2 separate regions of the Ovis aries genome follow, and region 1 is linked to region 2. The links are chromatin contacts, called in public Hi-C maps. All regions are on one chromosome and are shown on one strand. Each heading gives the region's core, a stretch centred on a gene start, on an enhancer-like site or on the middle of the called end of the contact. The rest is flanking DNA. Distances are from core to core; before and after follow the strand shown.

The links. Hi-C and Micro-C count contacts between places; a contact is called where the count stands out from the background.
Region 1: a Hi-C map of tail adipose tissue shows a contact between it and region 2, with 6 times the contacts expected there. The contact joins the promoter of EFNB2 here to the enhancer-like site in region 2. A contact is called at or near these places in 3 of 16 Hi-C or Micro-C datasets (hypothalamus, skin fibroblasts and tail adipose tissue).

What each region holds. Positions count from the first base shown.
Region 1 is chr10:81,668,298-81,671,151 of ARS-UI_Ramb_v3.0, reverse strand. It overlaps EFNB2 (ephrin B2), which reads left to right and starts at 1,471. Exons shown (of 5, transcript XM_004012234.6): 1 at 1,471-1,956. The coding sequence starts at 1,835.
Region 2 is chr10:79,360,630-79,363,528 of ARS-UI_Ramb_v3.0, reverse strand. No RefSeq gene overlaps it. Among named protein-coding and RNA genes, the nearest start is that of SLC10A2, 730 kb to the right of the region's middle. Within about 2 kb of position 1,463, at least 13 of the 54 cell types and tissues checked have an H3K27ac peak or open chromatin away from gene starts, as enhancers often do. A contact at or near this core is called in hypothalamus and tail adipose tissue, where this site is marked.

The DNA.
Region 1 (2,854 bases), core at 222-2,721, 2.3 Mb before region 2:
TGTAGGTAGGTATACAACATAAATTTTTCAAACCGAATTGTTGGCAATCGTGCACAGTGCCTAGTCCCCGCCGCGCTCCCGCCGCTGTTCCTCACTCCGCCGATCTCGCCCGCGGCCCCTCTGCGGCGGGGCGCGCGCGCGGAGTACCGGCCCCTCGAGGATCCCGCTCTGGCCGCGGAGCGCACAGAGCGGCCGCTAGTGGGCACTGTGGGTCCGCGGAAGCGGCGGCGCCGCGCGTCCCGGCTGCTCCGGGGGCCCGCGCTCGGCCGGGACTCGGAGAGAATTCCCGCCGCCCCTCCGCTTCTCTGTCCCCGTCACCCTCGAAATTCGCGGTCACCTTGGGGAGGAGTGAGCGTGTCCCGATCAAGGAGACGGTCCGGCGGCGCGCGCGGGGAGAAGGGCTGCTTTCGTGGGGCCAGCGCCTTGGGGCTCGGCCACCCTGCCGGGTCCCCGGCAGACGCGCTCTGCCTTTCCCGGCCCCCGCGCACTGGGATCGGGCGCCCCGGCCAGCGTTTGGCGCAGAAATCAGGTGTGCGAAGTGTCACCGACAAGCCCTGGAGAGGGGGTGGCTAGGGGGTGTGCGAGGGGCCGTGAGCCCCTCTACGCAGATCTGGGGGGTGGGGAGAGGTCCTCCGCCTCATAAGGAGGAAGAAACCCACCACTCGGGAAACCCACCACTTTCCTCTCCGCAGGGAAAAGGGGCGCCCTTGCCGTGGTGTCTCTGCCGAACTTTAGGGCGTTTGCTGGGCCCTGAGATCGCGGCTGCTGGGCGCCTCCGGGCGCAGCTGTGCGCTGCTGGGCGCGGGGACAGGTGGCCCGCGCTGCCCCCGCTCCCTCTCGCCCTCGGGGCCGAGAGTCTCTAGGCCGCCGCTCCGGGGGCGCCAGGGGCTCGCGCGCGGGTTGGTCCCCCTTGGCCCCGGCTCCCCGGCGCGGCTGCGCTCGCGCCGCCCGCCCGGGGGCGGGGGCGGGGCTCACCTGTCAAGTGGCACCGCCCACTCTGGGGTGGGGGGCGGGGTGGTGGCTGACGGACAGTCCAGTCGTCCAACCGGCAGACGAGGGCCGCGCGGCGGGCCAATGGGCGGCGCGGCGCGGGGCGGGGCTCCGCGTTTATAGCGCTCTGACAGCGCGCCGGCCGAGCGGACTCTGCTCGGCGGGGACGGCGGCGCCGGCCGGAGAGAGGAGCGGTGCGCGGAGCTGGTCCCGGCGCCCTCCCCGCGCACAAAGGGCCCCCCTCACCCCCCAGCCCCGCGCGCGCATTTTGGCGCTCGCGGCGAGGACCGAGCCCCCCGCTCCTGCCTGCCCCGCGGGTTGGGATCAGCGAGGACTGTGGAGGCTCCCCGTGCGCCCGGAGGCGCCCCTCGCCGCTCGCGCCCCGCGCGCGCTCCGGGACATGGAACGGCGCCGAAGCGGCGTCCGCGCGCTCGGGCCGCTGCCGGGCCCCCTGGATCTATAGTGCGAGGCGGCCCCGCTCGGGGCGCCGCGTCCGCCGCCGCGTCGTCTCTCCGCCTTTGTGTCCCGGCCGCGCGCCCTCCCCGCTTTCCGGCGCCCGGCACCCTGGAGCCGCACGGGAGCCGGCTGTCCAAGCTGCGTCCGGCGCGGCGCCCCGGAGCCCCGAGCCCGCCGCGCCGCCGCGCCCCGCGCGTGCTCTCCCGCCCTGCGCTCTGAGGGCCCCCGCGGAGAGCGCCCCCGGGCCTCGGCGACCGCTGGAGCTGCTGATCGGCGCGCCCAGGAGCTGCCTGCGGTCTCCCCCGTGTCTGCCCGGAGGATTGGGGTTCCCGGCCCGCACTTCGTTCCTCCGGCGCCAGGAGCGCGCGGAGCTGGGAGCGGCTTGGCCATGGCCGCGAGGAGGGACTCCTTGTGGAAGTACTGCTGGGGAGTTTTGATGGTTTTATGCAGAACTGCGATTTCCAGATCGATAGTTTTAGAACCCATCTATTGGAATTCCTCGAACTCCAAGTAAGTAACGTCCACGATGCCCCTCGTTCGCCGCCCCGGGGTCCGCCGCTCCGCGCAGCCCCGAAGGGAGGATGGGTCGGGCCGCCGAGCCTTGGAGTCTGTTTCTGGATCCTCGATCCCTCGCGCCCCCTCGACCCCCACCCCCGCCGCCTTTCGCTTTGTGGTGACTCCGCTCGGCCTTGCAGCCAGAGCGCCGGCCCTGAGGGGCGCCCTCCTCGTCCTCCGCCCTGTGAACAGGCTCCCGGGGGCTAAAAAAGCCCCTTGTTGACTTGGGTGTCACGTCTGGAGAGGTGTCCGATGGCGATCCCTGACCCTGACTTCTCCAGGGCGGAGAACGGGACCGCAAACAGGGTCGGCTGGCGCGCCGAGGCTGGTGGGCTCCGGAGACGCGAGGATGCCGCGCTCCCGAGGAGCGGCGGGGCGCGGGGCGCGGGGCGCGGGCTGGGCGGGCGGGGCAAGCAGGCCGGGGGTGCAGCGGAGCGCTCCCGGGAGAAGGGAGCCGGGGGTCCCTGGGCCGCCCGGAGCTCGCGCGCCTGGGCGCCGCGCGGCCTGCCCGAGGGTGCGCGGGGAGCTCGCCTGCCTGGGAAAACTCGGGCGGCGAGCCCTTCCCTCCCTGCCTGGGAGACCGGCCTTCGGCTGTTCCCGGGGAACTGTCTGCAGGTCGGCCTCTCCCTTCGTTTCTAAACCCTTGGGCCGGACTCTGTGTCCCGAAAGCTAACTTGATTTTAACGATGCTTTGCGCAAAAGCTTCATTAAGGCCCTGCCCAGTCGCCACACAGCTCCTGAAGCCTTCGCGCCTGGGGAGCCTGGGCGGGAATGGGAGCCTTGGGTCCGATTTGCTTTATCGAAAGGTGCAGCCCGAAGAAGCCAGGCCTGGCGGAGATTAAGTTTCAGTGTG
Region 2 (2,899 bases), core at 214-2,713:
GACCCAATATCGTTCTCTCCTCCCGTTGATGGAACCCTGGTCACAATAAGCATCATCTAAGTTATGACCAACCTAAATAGCATATTCAAAAGCAGAGACATTACTTTGCCGACTAAGGTCCGTCTAGTCAAGGCTACGGTTTTTCCTGTGGTTATGCATGGATGTGAGAGTTGGACTGTGAAGAAGGCTGAGTGCCAAAGAATTGATGCTTTTGAACTGTGGTGTTGCAGAAGACTCTTGAGAGTCCCTTGGACTGCAAAGAGATCCAACCAGTCCATTCTGAAGGAGGTCAACCCTGGGATTTCTTTGGAAGGAATGATGCTAAAGCTGAAACTCCAGTACTTTGGCCACCTCATGAGAAGAGTTGACTCATTGGAAAACACTTTGATGCTGGGAGGGATTGGGGGCAGGAGGCGAAGGGGATGACAGAGGATGAGATGGCTGGATGGCATCACTGACTCGATGGACGTGAATCTGAGTGAACTCTGGGAGTTGGTGATGGACAGGGAGGCCTGGCGTGCTGCAATTCATGGGGTTGCAAAGAGTCGGACATGACTGAGCAACTGAACTGAACTTTACAGAAGATGTACCCCCTAAACATTATCTGATGTGTTTGTTAGTTCTGTACACTCGCTCGATAACATTCACATGCCCTGTAGACTAGAAGAGTTTCCCAGATGGTGTTAGTTGTAAAGAACACACCTGCCAATGAGGGAGAACCAGGAGACCCAGGTTCGATCCCTAGGTTGGGAAGATACCCTAGAGGAGGGCACAGCAACTCACTCCAGTATTCTTGGCTGCTGCTGCTGCTGATGCTGCTGCTGCTGCTAAGTCACTTCAGTCATGTCCAACTCTGTGCGATCCCATAGAGGGCAGCCCACCAGGCTCCCCCATCCCTGAGATTCTCCAGGCAAGAACACTGGAGTGGGTTGTCATTTCCTTCTCCAATGCATAAAAGTGAAAAGTGAAAGTGAAGTCGCTCAGTCGGGTCCGACTCTTAGCCTAGAGAATTCCAAAGACAGAGGAGCCTGGCGAGCTACAGTCTCAAAGAGTATCAGGCACAACTGAAGTGACTTAGCATGCAGGCATGCAGAGTGAGAAAGAGCTTTACGATAAGATCATTGCAAGTCTAAGGTCATTTCATATCTGAGGTTATTTTGATTAAAAAAATTAACCTATCTCTGTTCATATTTGTACTGAAGAAATTTTTTTTTCTAATTTTCAAATCTCTATAGCCTCCCACTTTGCATTCCCACCGTCATAAAGCTGCTAACACTCCTCTAATTTTGATTTGTTTAAAGGAAGAAAGGGGTGAAGAGTTCAAGCCGTCATTTTTATATGCCACAAATAAAATAACTCTGCTTCTTTTGCGGCACATGCAGAAGTACGAAAAGCCTCTCGGATTCCTGACAGAGCTGTCATTGTTTACCACGAGTACTGTCATAGCTGTGTGCCTTGTCATTCTGTACAGCGGGGCATGGGCTGGCATCCTGCCCGACGCTGATTTGCAGATGGGAAGCCGCTCCTCTCCCTTCCCAGGGTAATTCCTGGGGAAAGTGTGCTCCCTAGTGTTAGCAGAGGCTTAATGGCTGGAGGGTTCCAGCTGACCACACAGAAAGGAGGTGGGTGTCCTTTCTCAGCCCTCTCCAGGTACACTTCGTGTGGTTGTCAGGCTGTCCTTCTAACCAGTCGTGCTGCAGCTGCGTCATTCCACTGCAGCAAAAGATACAAGCAGAATCTGTATATACCCGCCAGAAATCACCTGAATGCTAGAGGTTCTGGTGATTTTCAAGTAGGCTGACATCTTTGCGGAAGACACTTTTGAGTTATTACATTTATGACCCCCAGATACAAATTCCAATTTCCTTTCCTCCTTCCTTACCTGCTTGAAAATTGCATCCCAGTGTGGAAGTAAGCAATTAAAAAAAAAATTGTCTTTTCTGTTTATAGTTTTGTATAAAATCAAGGTTTCTCTTTTGTTGAATTGCAAATTTAGGTAAACAATTTATGTTACCTGAAAATGAAAGGGACAATAATTGATTCAAAGAAATGTGTCACTAAGAGGCAAAATTAAATTATCCTTCTCACTATTTTCCTAATTAAAAGTTATTCAATTTAAAACATTTTCATCGAAAGGTGCGTTTTGCTGGAAAAATTGCAGATTATAGCTCCTAGAAACAAATTTTTAACTTATTTTTCTTTAGTGAAAAAAAGTCTACCTTAAAGTTTTGAATTGTATTCAATATTATTTTTAACAAGGATGCTGGAGTTATTCATTTTTCCATCCACCTGTATATATGCATTTTGCTTAGGGAGTTGTTTGATGATGTAGATCCCACTTAACAGCTCAAAATTTACTTCTAGACTTCAACCTTATGTTGTGAACAACACAAATTAGGTATCTGAGAAACCGAACTTAAATTAGATTTTTAAAAAATAAACCCAAAACAAAAATAAAACTTAAAACAACCTTGATGAATAGGCTAAAGATTTTTTTTTAAGTTATAGACACTAGATTATAATGTATTTTAATGATTTGATAGTCATCTTTTTAAAAGTTGGGGTAATAAGTGTCACTATTCTTCAAGGGTCTTCAGCAAATATGTTTCTCCCAGGACATGCATTATAACTTCATTTTGGATTCATAAAAGAAGTTGTGATGACAAAAACTGATATATGAAAGTTAGAAACATTTTCACTGTTATAAGATGAAGACAAAGATAGTCTGTGCCAGGTTATGTAAATGTTTCCTAGGCATCTGATATAATAATTCCTACTAACCTCCCCCAAAACTCTAAATATTAAATATCAAGAATATTCTAATATTTTATAGAATCATGTGCTAAAAAATATAGAAATAGGGAAAACATTTAAACAATAAATTCCACTGGCTCCCTAT